4 separate regions of the Mus musculus genome follow, and regions 2, 3 and 4 are each linked to region 1. The links are chromatin contacts, called in public Micro-C and promoter capture Hi-C maps. All regions are on one chromosome and are shown on one strand. Each heading gives the region's core, a stretch centred on a gene start, on an enhancer-like site or on the middle of the called end of the contact. The rest is flanking DNA. Distances are from core to core; before and after follow the strand shown. Region 1 holds the start of Dpm1 (dolichol-phosphate (beta-D) mannosyltransferase 1). Region 2 holds the start of Rtf2 (replication termination factor 2). Region 3 holds the start of Aurka (aurora kinase A). Region 4 holds the start of Zfp335 (zinc finger protein 335).

Region 1 (3,421 bases), core at 559-3,058:
AATGCTATCCTCTTTTCTCAAAAAGCTCCTTGGGGGGGGGGGGGGGGGAGGTCTCCGTTTATTTATTCGGAGACCGTGAATCCAGGCTCTTCCCTACATTATTTTGTAAAGCTCGAATAGATTCTTCAGGTATCACAACCGTCATCCACACGAATCACATGCTGTCCTCTCAGTACTGTGGAAATGTCCCATCAATTTTGGCGGCCCAGGCCATGAGTCCCCCCACGATGTCCTGAACAGTTAAAGAGTCTAACTCCGGCACTGCCGTTAAGGACTGCAGGACCTTCACAGCTTTCTGGGAGTCGTTTCCCAGTTTGCAAATCACATACACCGGGAGAGCAACCCCTTCCTGCGACTCCTGCTTCCCTTTCCGGAGGGCAGCCCCTAAGAGTTTCAGGCTGTCCGCATCCCTGCGTTCCAACTGACTCAAAGGGATGTGGAGAGAGTGCGGCAGGCGACAGATGTCCACCTCTACTTGAGGCCGGACGTCCAGCAACACATGGGGCGCCCCGGAATCCAGAAGCCGCTTGTAGTCGGTCACAGAAATCCGCTCCTCGGGGCACAGCAGCTTCAGGGCGCGGCACTTGTCGGTGGCCGAGGAGCCGCAGAAGGCCTCGTAGTCCTGCAGGCGGGTCACGGTGGGCTGCTGCCCGCACACGACGCAGTCAGGCCGGCGGCGCCGCAGCCGGATCCGGCGGAAGTGGCCCCCGAGGCCGTCGAAGAGCAGCATGCTGCCGCTGTAGGAGGAGCCGAGGCCGGCGGCGATCTTGAGCACCTCGAGGGCCTGCGCGCAGCCTAGCACGCCGGGCACCGCTCCGAGCACGCCGCCGTCTGCACAGTTGGTCACTGTCTCCGGCGGGGGCGGCCGCGGGAACACGCAGCGGTAGCACGGCCCGCCGTCGTGGTGGTAGACGGTCATCTGGCCCTCGAAGCGCAGCGCGCTGGCCGACACTAGCGGCCGGCCGGCCAGCACGCACGCGTCGTTCACCAGGTAGCGCGTGGGCACGTTGTCGCAGCAGTCTGCCACCACGTCGTAGCCGCGGACCAGGTCGAGCGCCCAGTCCTCGGCGAGCGCGCGCGGGTACGCCACGCACTCCACCGCCGAGTTGAGACGGCGCAGCGCCGCGGCCGCCGAGCGAGCCTTGCTCTCGCCGGCCTGCGCCTCCCCGTGCAGGACCTGGCGGGCCAGGTTGCTCGTCTCCACCACGTCGTGGTCCACCAGCCCCAGCCTGCCTACGCCGGCCGCCGCCAGGTACTGCGCCAGCGGGCAGCCCAGCCCGCCGCAGCCCACCACGAGCACCGCCGCCGCCGCCAGGCGCAGCTGCCCGCGCACGCCCAGCTCCGGCAGCAGTAGCTGGCGGCTGTAGCGGAGGATCTCGTCCCGCGACAGCGCGGCCCGGGGCGCCAGCGGCGGCGGCGGGACCCGGAGCGGACGCTCGGGCTCCGGCTCGGCTGTCAGGGCCGCGGCCAGCCTCCGCTTGAGCGAAGCTAGCTCTTCCTCCCGCCGGGTGATTTCAGCCTGTAAGGCAGCTACGTCCTCCGGGGCAGCCATGACAGCCTCTTCCGGAAAGAGCCGGGAAGGGACTTCCGTTTCCGGTTGCCTGTCTCTTAGCGACTGGAAAACGAAGACGCTTCCTGGCCCTTGAAAGTGAAACGAATGGGTTTTTATCCGGGGAAGCCGTCACGATTGGCTTGAAACGGTCACCATATCTGGAAGTTTCCCGGGGACCACACTGGGACGTCGGAGCGCCGAGCCTCCCCCATGCTCCGAGATTTGGTACGGCCCGTGTCGGATGACGTAAGTCCGCTTCCGGCGCCTCTCGCAGAGCCGTCATGGCTTCCACGGGGGCGAGTCGCAGTCTTGCTGCGTCTCCGCGGCCGCCGCAGGGCCGCTCCTCGCGACAGGACAAGTACTCGGTGCTGTTGCCCACCTACAACGAACGGGAGAACCTGCCGCTCATCGTGTGGCTGCTGGTGAAGAGCTTCTCCGAGAGGTAGAAGGGGCTTCTCGCGCGGGGGCCGGGAGCCGGCCGCGGGCTGCAGGTCGGCGGTTGGCTGCGCGAGGAGACCCCCGGAGGCCCGGTCTCCGCTCCCTCCCGAGCCTGCTCGCGGCTTTCCCCAGCGGGGAGAACCGAGGAGCACAGCCCCGCGTCTTTCTCCTTCCTGCTCAGGTCTCTAGCGAGTCCGGTGTCTATCTGTTGACAGATCGCGCTGGCCTGCGTCCCCGGCCTGTTCTCTCTAAAGGGCTAACTTAACTTCTTTTTGACTTCGGGGCGAGGAGGTATGACCTCATACCTCTGGGCGGTCAGGATCCGCCGCCGGAGCCGGGAGTCCCGAGCCAGCGTTCTCCCCATCGCCTTGGGGCCGAGCGCTTACGTAAGCTTGTTGTTTGCGCTGTCAGAGAACTGCTGATGAGCTGGCAGGGAGCGAGCATCTTCGCCGAGTTTGATTAGGAACCCGGGCTTATTTGTGTGTTGTTTTGAAAAACACGGGGCCTTTCGCTTTGTTAGGCAGAGCCCTAGCTCTTAGGAACAAGAATTTTGATAGTGAAAGTGTTACGCATTTAAGAAAAAAAAAAAAAGGTCTCCGAACTAAACAGTAAATAAAATGCCTCCTGATGGCAGTGGCAGGACGGAGTCAGTACTTTACGGCCAGATGAGTGTCATGCTGTGATGATCATGGGCGATCTTTTACTGTCAACCTACAGAACGGGATTTTGCAGGAGTAGGATGGCGTAGCAGTGCGCTGTTTTAGACAGTGCGTCAGAAGAACACAGATTGTTTCCAGAGCTTTTTGTTTGTTGGTTGGCTTTTGCTTCTCAAACGACAATGAGGACGCTGTGCCCATATTTTCTAATAGCAAGAAAAAAATACTTGATCCCAAGCTATGCACTACAAGGGATACGTTTGCAAACGAGTTGTACCAAGTCCGAGGGCAGCTAGGGCTATATTAGCAGCCTCTGTCTCAGAAAAACAAAATACTTGGTACATAGTTCCTCTTTCTAGAAAGCACAACCTTACCGTACTGATTTGTAAAAGCCTTAGTCTGCATGGTTTGATTGGTTGAGGCAAGGTCAAAACTATGTAGCCCTGACTGGCCTGGAATTCAGATGCTGGTCTCTGCCTTCCAGGTGCTGAGATTAAAGGCGTGCACCACCACCACCACCACCCGGTTTAGGATTGCTGTTTTGGTTGCATCTGAATAAAAATCAGTTTCTATATGGTGGCCCTGTGATGTGTGGTGCGAGCATCCTTTTTCTTTATGTTTTATTTTTATTTTTTTAAGATTTATTTATTTTGTGTGAGCACACTGTAGTTCTCTTCAGACACACCAGAAGAGGACACCAGATCCCATTACAAATGGCTGTGAGCCACCATGTGGTTGCTGGGAATTGAACGCAGGACCTCTAGAAGAGCAGTTA
Region 2 (3,421 bases), core at 517-3,016, 4.2 Mb before region 1:
GCACTCTGTCCTCAGACTTTCAACATATGCTCAGTGGATGTCTATAATGTGCAGAAACATCTTATAGACTGCAGAGCTAAGACATGCAAGGATCCCAGAGCACATGGGAGAGAGAGATACATAGTCGATAACCACAGAGGCAGGGATCATAGAAAAAAAAAAAAAAAAAAAAAGGAAAGCAGCAGAGGGGGCGGGCCTAAAGAGTGACTGCAGCTGACTGTGGTGAAGGCTGGGTGGACAAATGAGGGGAAAGAGCCAAGCAGCACACACTGTAACCAGCACTCCGGGGGCTGGGGCAAGCCTGGGCTACCTCACAGCAAGACCTTGCTTCAAGTGGCCCCTCCCCCCCAAGTCATGATGTCACTATGAGTGAGGAATGTTCAGGACGCTGGGGCAAGGTCTATGGTATCTAGAACAGAGTGAAAGAGCTAAAGAGGGGCAGAAGAGAGGGCAAAAAGACAAGCAGAGGTTTGTTCACACAGGACCCAATGGAGTTTATTAGGGATGTGTCAGGAAGTTATGCAGTGTCTTAAGTACAACACTGGATGGGATTCACCTCCCATCCCAAAGTTCTCTGAATGTTGGATCAGGAAACATGATCCTCCCCGTGCTGGGAACTGTATCGGGGGCATTCTCTCCCCGTGCTGGGAACTGTATCGGGGGCATTCTGTGCCTTCTATTATTAAACAGTCATCATCAACACTAGCTTTGAAATGCACATAAATGGATGGGGACAGTGGTTCATGACTCTAGGCCACGTCAGTGGTGTTAACTAACTTTGCGGCATTCAATTTCCCATCCATTAAGTACACACTTTGCTCAATGTCTTGTAAGATTTACAGAATGCCCACGCATTTATTCAAAAATATTCACTGTGGCAGAAACTGTGCTAGTTCTGGAAGAAAAACAGTGCACAGAGTTCACCAGGAGGAGCTTGCAGTCACGTGACCATCAGCTGGGCTCAACCACCAATTCAGAGTGCTAAGAGCTGATAATTAGTTTAAGAAGGGTGTGACTTCACAAAGGGGAATGGTTTGGGGAGACTTTAATACACAAAGCTCAGGCTGGAGAGATGGCTCCGTGGTTAAGCCTGTGTACTGCTCTTCCAAAGGATCCGCGTTTGGTTCTAACAGCCAAGATTAATGGCTCACAAAAACCTGTAGCTCTAGCTCCCGGGCGTCCGATGCTTTCTTCTGGCCTCCTTGGATACCACACTCACACACAAAACATTTTTAAAAAAAGTATTATTCAAATACCAAGGCCTGTTGGCCAACACCTTTAATCCCAGTGCTCAGCAGGCAGAGGTGGGAGTCCCAGCCAGCCAGGGCCACACTGTGAGAGCCTTTCACAAAAACACACAAAGTCCATAAATAGCATCTATCACCGTGATCGTCGCTAGCTACAGATACGTTCCAGTCCTGGCTGGGCCACTAACTAGCTCTCCAGTCTCCGTCCCGTTCAACGTTAATGTTTCAAATCAACACAGCGTCTGTGGGGAGGATCCCAGTCTAACCGTACTGTTCAGTGCCTGCAAACAGTAAACCCTCCACAAGCGCTGTGACCACCGTTCATCCCGAGCCCCGCAGCCCGCAGTCCCCACTGACCTTCTCGACCTTCTTCGGCCCCTTCACCAGCTCGTGCCTCTTGGGGATGGTGCCTCCGTCGCAACCCATCCCAAAGCCGAAATCAGAAACCGTAGCAAAAACCAGAAGCCTTAGCAAAGACGAGAAGCCGTCGCTTCCGGGGTCTCTGGCGAAACCCTACCTACTTCCGGCGCTCCTTGATGACGCACACAACCAGCGCGCCGCGAAAGGGGCGGGGTCGCCGCGCGAGGCCTTGGTCCACACCAATTGTCTTGAAAATCTTGTCCGGGAGTTGGGCGTGGTTTCAGGGCGACGTGCTGGAGCATCCTTGGAGTGCGTCCACTTCCGGTCGTGGGCGGTCCCTGTTTTTTCCTCTGTGGTTCCGTAAGCTTGGGCCTGAGGGAGGACGGGAGAACATTTGTCGGGGTTGTCCCGAGGTCTGCGTCTCTGGCATTTTTGCAGACCAGTAGTGCTGTAAGTCTAAGGAGGAGATGGCCGGAATCTGTCTTCTCAGCTACCTCTCATGTATTTTAAATCCAGACTTAGAAAAGAAAAGACGTTGTGGGTGCTAGAGGGATGGCTCAGTGGTTAAGATCACTGACTGCTCTTCAGAAGTTCTGAGTTCCATTCCCAGCAACCACATGGTGGCTCACAACCATCTATAATGATATCTGATGCCCTCTTCTGGTGTGTTTGAAGACAGCTACAGTGTACTCAAATACATAAAATTAAAAAAAAAAAAAAAAAAAAGACGTGGTGGGTGGGCCTGCTTGTGCGCTACCTAACTGCAGATGCCTGTCGAGGCCTGAAGAGGGTGTTCTATCTTCCTGGGACTGGAGTTGATATGGTTGTGAGCTGCTGGGGTTCTGGGAATCCATCCTGTGCTTACTCAAAGAACAGCAAGCATTCTTAGCCACTGAGCGCCTCTCCACCCTGTATCCAGATGTATTTTGGGCAGAAGCTAGGGCTACAGTGTCTCCAACAAGCTTAGAGTAGCCACTCATCCCATTGTACCAGCTACAGAGATTAGTGCAGACAGAGAAAGGGGAGGGTGATCATATTGGGAAGAGAACAAATAAGGGGTTCAGTGACCCCCTAGTCTGCCTTTGGGGTACTAACATGAGCTGTAGGCCCAGAGGAACAACAGGGGCAAATGGTATGCATAAGTGAGCAGTCCTGGGATAAGTATGGCCTCCTTCATTTCTGTGTCTACACCAGTCCTGCAAGGTGGCCATTCTGAAGCCCACACTGCTTAAAGTGACCAGATAGTCTCAGATGACCATCTTTTCTGCCTTTTCACCCTCACTTAGGGGAGTGCTGTGTCCTCTGGGACTCCAATGCTCCTGGGATCCTAGGTGGTTGCAGGCCTAAGAAGTGACTTACTGTGCCTTCAGCTTTATGACACTAAACACCCTCAACTTGTCGATGGCTCTTTCAAGGGAGAGAGTCACACGTAGGTGTCTTAACAGTAGTTCTGCATCTGATTTTGTGGCTTCTGAAATTTCATAGCTCAAAGGATGCAACTTGCCACAAAATGCAGAGATCAATCAAAGGTTAAAGCCAGGTGGTGGTGGCGCACGCCTTTAATCCCAGCACTTGGGAGGCAGAGACAGGCGGATTTCTGAGTCTGAGGCCAGCCTGGTCTACAGAGTGAGTTCCAGGACAGCCAGGGCTATACAGAGAAACCCTGTCTCAAAACAAACAAACAAAAATTAAGTACAAAATTAGGAACTGGCTCTCTTAGTTTCCTGCCATGGTTGTGTTGCCCCGGTTTAGGGGTGAGAGGAGTGTGCAGGTTCAGAGAACCCCAAAGGCTCACAGGTATTCTGTCCTTAGGG
Region 3 (3,421 bases), core at 283-2,782, 4.1 Mb before region 1:
GTGGGTAATTTGATAAGTATGTGTGTGGTTAGATGTTTGACTATAGGAGTCTGGAGACATCAAGCAAGAAGGTAGCCTGGAGAAACAGCCAAGAGTTACAATGCTTGCTGACAGACACCCCGGGCTCAGTTTTAAACCAAATGACTAGCAAGGCCACACAGCATAGTACTGACCAGAGTTCTTAACAATAATAACACCATGCAGGTCCTACTGGCAGATGCGGTGCCAAGCACCTAATTAGCATCCAATCACTAAACGAAGCTATTCAATATATTCGTGTTCATTAGAAAGAAATGGGGGCTGGAAAGATGGCTCAGTGGTTAAGAGCACTGTCTGCTCTTCCAAAGGACCTGGGTTCAATTCCCATGGCGGCTTACAACTGTCTCTAACTCCAGTTCCAAGGGGCCTGCCACCTAGACACCAATGCATGTAAAATAAAGCTAAATAAGTTTTTTTTTAAAAAGAAAGAAATGAATACAAATCTACCCCTGCATAAGATATTGGGACACAACAGAGGGTGAAATGTGTTCTAAGAATCTAGGGCACCCGTTCAAGTTAAGCCCTCCCCTTCCCCTCAAAGTTGAGGGGGAGCCTGCACACTCCAGAGCCCAGAACTTAACCATTTGACCTATCATCTTTACTCCTGTCAGGAAACATCTGGGGTTGTATCACGACATTTAAAGAAAACGGGGGTGGGAGAAGGAGGTTGAGCCTTTACTTAACTCCCCGCTTAACTTCCAATGGGACACAGATAACTTATATCCTTCCCGGAGGGGACACCGAGGCACGAGACCGGAGGAGCTCGCCCCCGGAAAGCTAACACCGGGGAATGCAGGGGGCCCAAAGCGAAGCCGCGCGACCACTTCTGCTCAGGGCGGAATTCCGGCTTGGACCCACCGGGACCGAGGCCCTTTGAGAGCCGGGGTGCAGGCCGGGCCGGCCAACTCTAGGACACGGACTTGGGGCGAGCGGCCTCCTGCCATCCTCTCCGTTAGCCCCGGTCCTTCACGTGATCCACTACAGACCCTAGCCAACCACACTAGCCCGCTTCCTTACGCCCCCTTGACCCCGTACCCGCAGATCAGGGTCTCGGTCTCCCGCTCTCTTCTAGAAAAATGGAGGAGCGAATCGTGCCCGATCGATCGCTCGGAGTGCACACCCAGTGCGCACGTGCAAAGGGCATGCAGCCGAGCGCCGAGCATCCCTGCTCCCTCGCAAGTCTGCCCTTCTCGCCATCTTACTCACTGGCACGTTCGAGACGCTCATTCACCGTCTCCGAACTAATCACCTCCGCGACTGCCTTGAATCCAAAGGGCTGTGTGTGACTGGCGAACGCCTGATCCTGGGGAGCACGGCGGGCGATAGAACGGCCGCAGATCGGACGGGCCGTTGGTGCACCACTTCCGGGCTCCGACAGCTCAGTGCGCCTGCGCCCAGCTACGGCAGGGAACGAGCTTCCCATAGTCGCGTTTACGGTGAGCCAATCACAGAACGGCATTGCTCCGGCTCTAGCCAATCAGCTCTTGGAGTAGAGGGTTTGACTCCTATTTTAAAAGGAGAACCTTTGAATTGTAACGGCTGAGCTACCGGGATCGCTTGGAGGCTTCGGTCGGGAGCAGGTTCCTGCCTGTGAGTTGGAAAGGGACATGGCTGTTGAGGGCGAGCCTGGATGCTGCAAACGGATAGGGAAGGCTGTGTGGCGTCGGGGTAATGGACTGTCTCAGTGGGTTTGCATTCTGTTTAAGAAAGGTCCAGACGTTTAAGATTTCCCGGCTTGGTTTTAGGTTCTTGTGGGAATGGGGATCCAGACCATCAGCTAACCGAGTAATTTGCAAACCGATGGTGGATGCGGGAACTGCGGCTTATTGGGGACTGCTTCGGGTGGAGAATCAGAGTCTAAGTCGACTCGACGAGTCTGTGGATGAACGGGAGTTCCCTCGTAGAGTGCCCAGGACTGGTGCTGCTCTTCCCGCAGCCTTCTGAGCAGTTTATGTCGGGACTACTTGAGGGTCTGTTTCAAAGCGCAGACCCGCTAAAGCTCAGTTTGTAGAATATTCCAGAAGTTTTAGGATTGAACACTGCCTTCGTGGTGGCCGCCGCTGTTTATTCCAACAGTAAGGTGGTGGAGGCAGGATCAAGTCAAAGGTCATCCTCAGCTACACAGTAGGTCCGAAAAACCAGCCTAAATTACATCCACATACGTCCCTACCTCAACACCTCCATCCCCACCACACACACACACACACACACACACACACACACACACACACCTAAATGTGTGGTTGCTTACATCAGCAGTCTGAGGCAGGAGGTTAGCCTTCGATTTAAGGCCAGCCACAGCTAATAAGTGAGAGCCTGTCTGGGGATGTAGTTCAGTTAGTAGGGTGCTTGCCTAGCCAGCCCTGGATTCCATTCCCAGCACTTGGAACCCCGAGGATGGTGATGACCTCTGTGGTCCTAGCACTGCGGAACTGCAGGCGGGAGGATCAGGAGTTCAGAGTAATCCTCCACCGTATAGCATGCTCAAGGCCAGCCTGGGATCCATGGAACTCTTGTCTCTACCACAAACATAAAGGTTAGGTGTGGTCTTGCATTCTTTTAATCCCAGCCTTTTGGAGGCAGAGGGAGGAACTCGGTGAGTTCAAGGCCAGCTTGGTCTACCTACATAATGAGTTCCAGAACAGCCAGGACTACCCAGGGAGACCCTGTCTCAAAAAAAAAATCCAAACCTAACAAACAAATCCTGGCTCCACTGCAAATACAGGAAATAGAAACCTCTTAGGGATAAGACCCTGGTGTAGCTATTATGGGAAAGCTAAACTGCAGGGCTGGTTATTAACCTTGGTCTGGGGCCCAGGAGTGTGAGGTAGCTGCAACTGCAGTCCTTTGCTCAGGGCTTCTGCCTCCTGCCTAGCTTCCCTGATCTGAAAAGGGGAACCCTGTGGCATGTGCAACTTTCTTGTAGTAAATCTTTGAGCTGAGTGAGAACCATCAAGGTCATTTGGTGTAGATCCGAAGGTGAAGGACTTGGACTCCTCCTAAAAGAAAGGCTCTTGTTTCCTTTTTCAGGTGACATGGACAGATGTAAAGAAAACTGTGTCTCCAGGCCTGTTAAGGTACAGAATTACCTGTATTTACAATTTCGGCTTTTAAAAGATTTATTTCTGCCGGGCGTGGTGGCGCATGCCTTTAATCCCAACACTGGGGATGCAAGGAGGCAGAGGCAGGCGGATTTCTGAGTTTGAGGCCAGTCTGGTCTACAGAGTGAGTTCCAGGACAGCCAGGGCTACACAGAGAAACTCTGTCTTGAAAAAAACTAAAAACAAAACAAAACAAAAAGCAAACCCAAAACGAAAACAAACAAAAGATTTCTTTGCTTATTTTATGACTATGAATGTGTCTTCATGCACACTAGAAGAGG
Region 4 (3,421 bases), core at 319-2,818, 3.3 Mb after region 1:
CCTGATAATGCTGGGTGGGAAGGAGGTACAGTGAGGATGGGCCTCCTCCACAGGCCTCTTGGTCTATTTCTATCAAAGAGGAAACACGAGGAAGGGAGAACTTTCTGTGACAAGAGCGTAGGAGCCCTTGTGTCCAGGTGCTAGTGATAACTCAAAGCCACTTGTCCTTTTCACTGAATTCATTTTTCTTCTCCTCTTTTTTTTTTGTTTGTTTATTTTTTGAGACAGGGTTTCTCTGTGTAGCCCTGGCTGTCCTGGAACTCACTCAGTAGATCAGGCTGGCCTCGAACTCAGAAATCCGCCTGCCTCTGCCTCCCAAGTGCTGGGATTAAAGGAGTGTGCCATCACCGCCCCGCTTTTTTTTTTTTTTTTTTTTTTTTTAGTACACGGTTTTTGTGTCCTGAAACTAACTCTGTAGACCAGGCTGGCTTTGAACTCACAGAGATCCACCCGTTTCTGCCTTTCCATTTCTGGGTTTAAAGGTGTGTGCCACCACTCCCTGGCTCTTTCCATTTCCTTTTCTTTCTCTCTTTTTTTTTTCTTTTCTTCTTCTCTTCTCTTTTCTGTTTTGAGATATGGTCTCGCTATGTAGACCTGGCTGTTCCGGAACTATGTAGAGCAGACTGGCCTCAAACTCACAGAAATCCGCCTGCCTCTGCCTCCCAAGTGTTAGGACTCAAAGGCGTGCAGCACCAGGGCCCGGCTTTAAGCATGTATTTATTGTTATGTCTGTAAGTGCACACATGACACTAAGAGCGCGTGGAGGTGGGTGGACAGCCTGGAAGAGACGGTTCTCTCCTTTTACCATGTGGTTTCTGGGAAAAACTTACTACATAGCTCCAGCTGGTCTATGTAAGTCAAGTGAGGTTAGCCTGCCTCTCCGGAGTGCTAGATTAAAAGCATGAGCCACCACCACACTGGGCCCAAGGACTGTAGACTTCTAAAAATACCTAACACTGCCTGCGTGCGTGCATGCGCGTCTATGAGCGCGTGTGTATGCTAGGAATAGGACGCAGGGCCTCGTGTTTGCCACTGAGCTAATTCCCCAACTTCTAAACACACCTACACTGATCAGAGGACAGCTGGGTGTCTGGCCCTCCAGTCCTAGTAAGAAATACAGCTGCGAAGTGCACCGTGGCCTAAGCATTAACTCTTCTTCAAACATCCCTGACCTCTGCCATTACCCGATCCCCCAAGTCGCCTTAGTTGTGATTCCTGACCAGCCTTTCCTGTCCTCAAACCTCGGTTTTGCCATCTGTACTACGGCACAGCAAGCCCAACCCGGGAGAACCCGATCTGGCTCGAGTGGAGCTTTAAGCTACAGGTGAAAAACCAGGAAAATGACTGACGTTCCCTCCCCTCTGGACACCTCTAAACCATCCCAGGTCGCGACGGTTCTCTAAGCGACCCCTGGAGGTGTGGCTAGACGCTGGGGGCCACACCCACGAGAGCCGGGCGCCTCCGCCGCGCCTTGTCCGGCGAGTCCGGGCTGGGACCTGCGTGACGTCATGCCACTTCCCGTGTAGCCCTCCGCCACACGAAAAAGTAGTCCCCGTACCCAGCTGACCTCAGCCCTAACACCGGGCAGCATGTGACTTCTAGAGTCCTCCTGGACCCGACGACGGCTCTGAGTCCTCCGAGAGGCCTTCTGAAACCCCGCAGATCTCTCTCTCCCGGGGGGACGGCGGCGGAAGTAGTTCCGGTTCGAGGGCGGCCGATGGGTTCCTCCGCGACGGGGGTGAGAGGATGGCGACCTCGTCGATGCCGGAGTCGGAGAGCGACACAGCAGCCAGAGGCTCAGGTTAGCGGCAGCCGGAGGCGGGCTGCCCCTCCGCACACTGCCGTGCACCGGGGCCCTGCCGCGAGGCTGCCGGGTGGCGGACTCCCGGGCCGGCGGGGCTGTCCGAACAGGGCCCCGGGGTCCCAGGCCCTTTAGCCGCTCTCGCATTTGCCTGAGCGGAAACCCAGCGCCGCCACAAGATGGCGCCGGGCCTGGAGCTCAGGCAGCGCCGGGGACAGCCCCGAGACACCAGGCCCCGCGACCGTCGCTGTCAGCCCCCTCCGCAGGGGAGTCCGGGGAGGGGGAGTGAACCACTGACCCCGGGGGCCTGCGGGCTGTACCACCGGCTCCTCATCCGAGGGGACACGGGGGCCGGAGCGCCGGGCCGCTGTGTCCGCCCAGGGTCGATTCATGCCTCTGGGAGGAGCAAGGAGCCGTGATCACCCACCGGGACCACCCTTCTTCCCAAAGGGTCCTAGCCTGAGAGGCCAGGCGTCCCTATTCTTTTCTGGAAGGTTCCCTTTCCAGGAAACCCCGTCCCATCTAGTCCGATGCTCAGTCTTTGCATCTGCAGAATGGGCACACCGGTGCATCTGGGTGGGTTCTGCTTGGCCGGGCCCGAAAGGTGGACCACTTGTTGCAACCATGGTCGTATCGCCCAGCAGAGTGAAAGCCTCAAACCCCGCGCTTCGCTGTCAGTCGGTCCCCAGAACCAATGGAGGAGAACGAGGTGGAGAGCAGTAGCGACGCGGCCCCTCGGCCCGGCCAGCCTGAGGAGCCTTCTGAGAGCGGCCTGGGTGTGTGCACCTCGGAAGCTGTGTCCGCGGACAGCAGCGACGCTGCGACCGTCCCAGGATTAACGGAGGCTGACGACTCTGGCGTCGGGCAGAGCTCGGACGGTGGCAACCACTCTGTGGTATGGATCAGTGTGGATGGTGTGGGCAGGGGGACCGTCAGCAAAGCCTACTTGTAGAAAATAACTGTTTTTGAGGCAGACGCCAAGCCATGCCATGCCAAACTGCTGTGGTCGGTTTTGACAAGTCCCATGGCTAAGAGACATACTTAAACCACTTGTTTCCAGAATCTTCAGAAAGGGAAACTGAGGCAGAGCGTGCTTGCTATCGACAGAGCCAGAATTATCCATGGTCTTACCCAGAGCCCTCAGGCTCCATGAGCCCGGTTCAAATGTTGATCCATCTCAGTTATCTTAGTCTTCCCATCTGTCAAATGGAACGGGAGGGCCGGGTTCTATGGGTGCTAGGCTGTAAGGGGAAACTGAGCCATGTTTTCCTGACCCATTACTTTGTGATTTGAGCAGGTTACCCAGGTTCTAGCCCTCATCTTCTCTGTTAAGTGAAAATTAGAAACATAGTCATCTCTGGTAGCTTCATAAGTAATTTTGCGAGATGGGGATTGTATCTGGACTCCACTTGATGGAGATATGAAGTAGTGGCCCTGGGTGTGCAGTTTAGGGTTTCATTATGTCAGCAGAAGTGGGCCTACCCTGGGGGTCTAACTTATGCTATATTACAGGGTTACTGCTAGGGACAGGACAGGTGTGGTCCAGGTCCTTGCAGAGAACACAGATTGGTGTGGAAAATGTTGAGGTGCGGGGGTGGGCTGGGATTGTGCTGAGGAACT

The links. Promoter capture Hi-C pulls out the DNA fragments that hold promoters and counts their contacts. Hi-C and Micro-C count contacts between places; a contact is called where the count stands out from the background.
Region 2: a contact with region 1 is called in a promoter capture Hi-C map of liver, with 4 times the contacts expected there. The contact joins the promoter of Rtf2 here to the promoter of Dpm1 in region 1.
Region 3: a contact with region 1 is called in a Micro-C map of the G1E-ER4 cell line, with 5 times the contacts expected there. The contact joins the promoter of Aurka here to the promoter of Dpm1 in region 1. A contact is called at or near these places in 4 of 484 Hi-C or Micro-C datasets (all in the G1E-ER4 cell line).
Region 4: a promoter capture Hi-C map of pre-B cells shows a contact between it and region 1, with 4 times the contacts expected there. The contact joins the promoter of Zfp335 here to the promoter of Dpm1 in region 1. A contact is called at or near these places in 1 of 39 promoter capture datasets (pre-B cells) and 2 of 484 Hi-C or Micro-C datasets (CD4 T cells and the G1E-ER4 cell line).

The regions. Positions count from the first base shown.
Region 1 is chr2:168,228,766-168,232,186 of GRCm38.p6, reverse strand. It overlaps Dpm1 (dolichol-phosphate (beta-D) mannosyltransferase 1), which reads left to right and starts at 1,808. Exons shown (of 9, transcript NM_010072.4): 1 at 1,808-1,994. The coding sequence starts at 1,834. Mocs3 (molybdenum cofactor synthesis 3) reads right to left here and starts at 1,565. Exons shown (of 1, transcript NM_001160330.1): 1 at 1-1,565. The coding sequence starts at 1,552. The coding sequence ends at 170. Gm20716 (predicted gene 20716) reads left to right here and starts at 1,808. Exons shown (of 12, transcript NR_132310.1): 1 at 1,808-1,994.
Region 2 is chr2:172,438,923-172,442,343 of GRCm38.p6, reverse strand. It overlaps Rtf2 (replication termination factor 2), which reads right to left and starts at 1,766. Exons shown (of 9, transcript NM_025542.2): 1 at 1,605-1,766. The coding sequence starts at 1,673.
Region 3 is chr2:172,368,681-172,372,101 of GRCm38.p6, reverse strand. Aurka (aurora kinase A) reads left to right here and starts at 1,532. Exons shown (of 9, transcript NM_001291185.1): 1 at 1,532-1,629; 2 at 3,070-3,116. The coding sequence starts at 3,075. Cstf1 (cleavage stimulation factor, 3' pre-RNA, subunit 1) reads right to left here and starts at 1,099. Exons shown (of 6, transcript NM_024199.2): 1 at 1,075-1,099.
Region 4 is chr2:164,909,897-164,913,317 of GRCm38.p6, reverse strand. It overlaps Zfp335 (zinc finger protein 335), which reads left to right and starts at 1,568. Exons shown (of 28, transcript NM_199027.2): 1 at 1,568-1,801; 2 at 2,446-2,696. The coding sequence starts at 2,496. It overlaps Zfp335os (zinc finger protein 335, opposite strand), which reads right to left and starts at 1,885. Exons shown (of 2, transcript NR_166490.1): 1 at 1,568-1,885.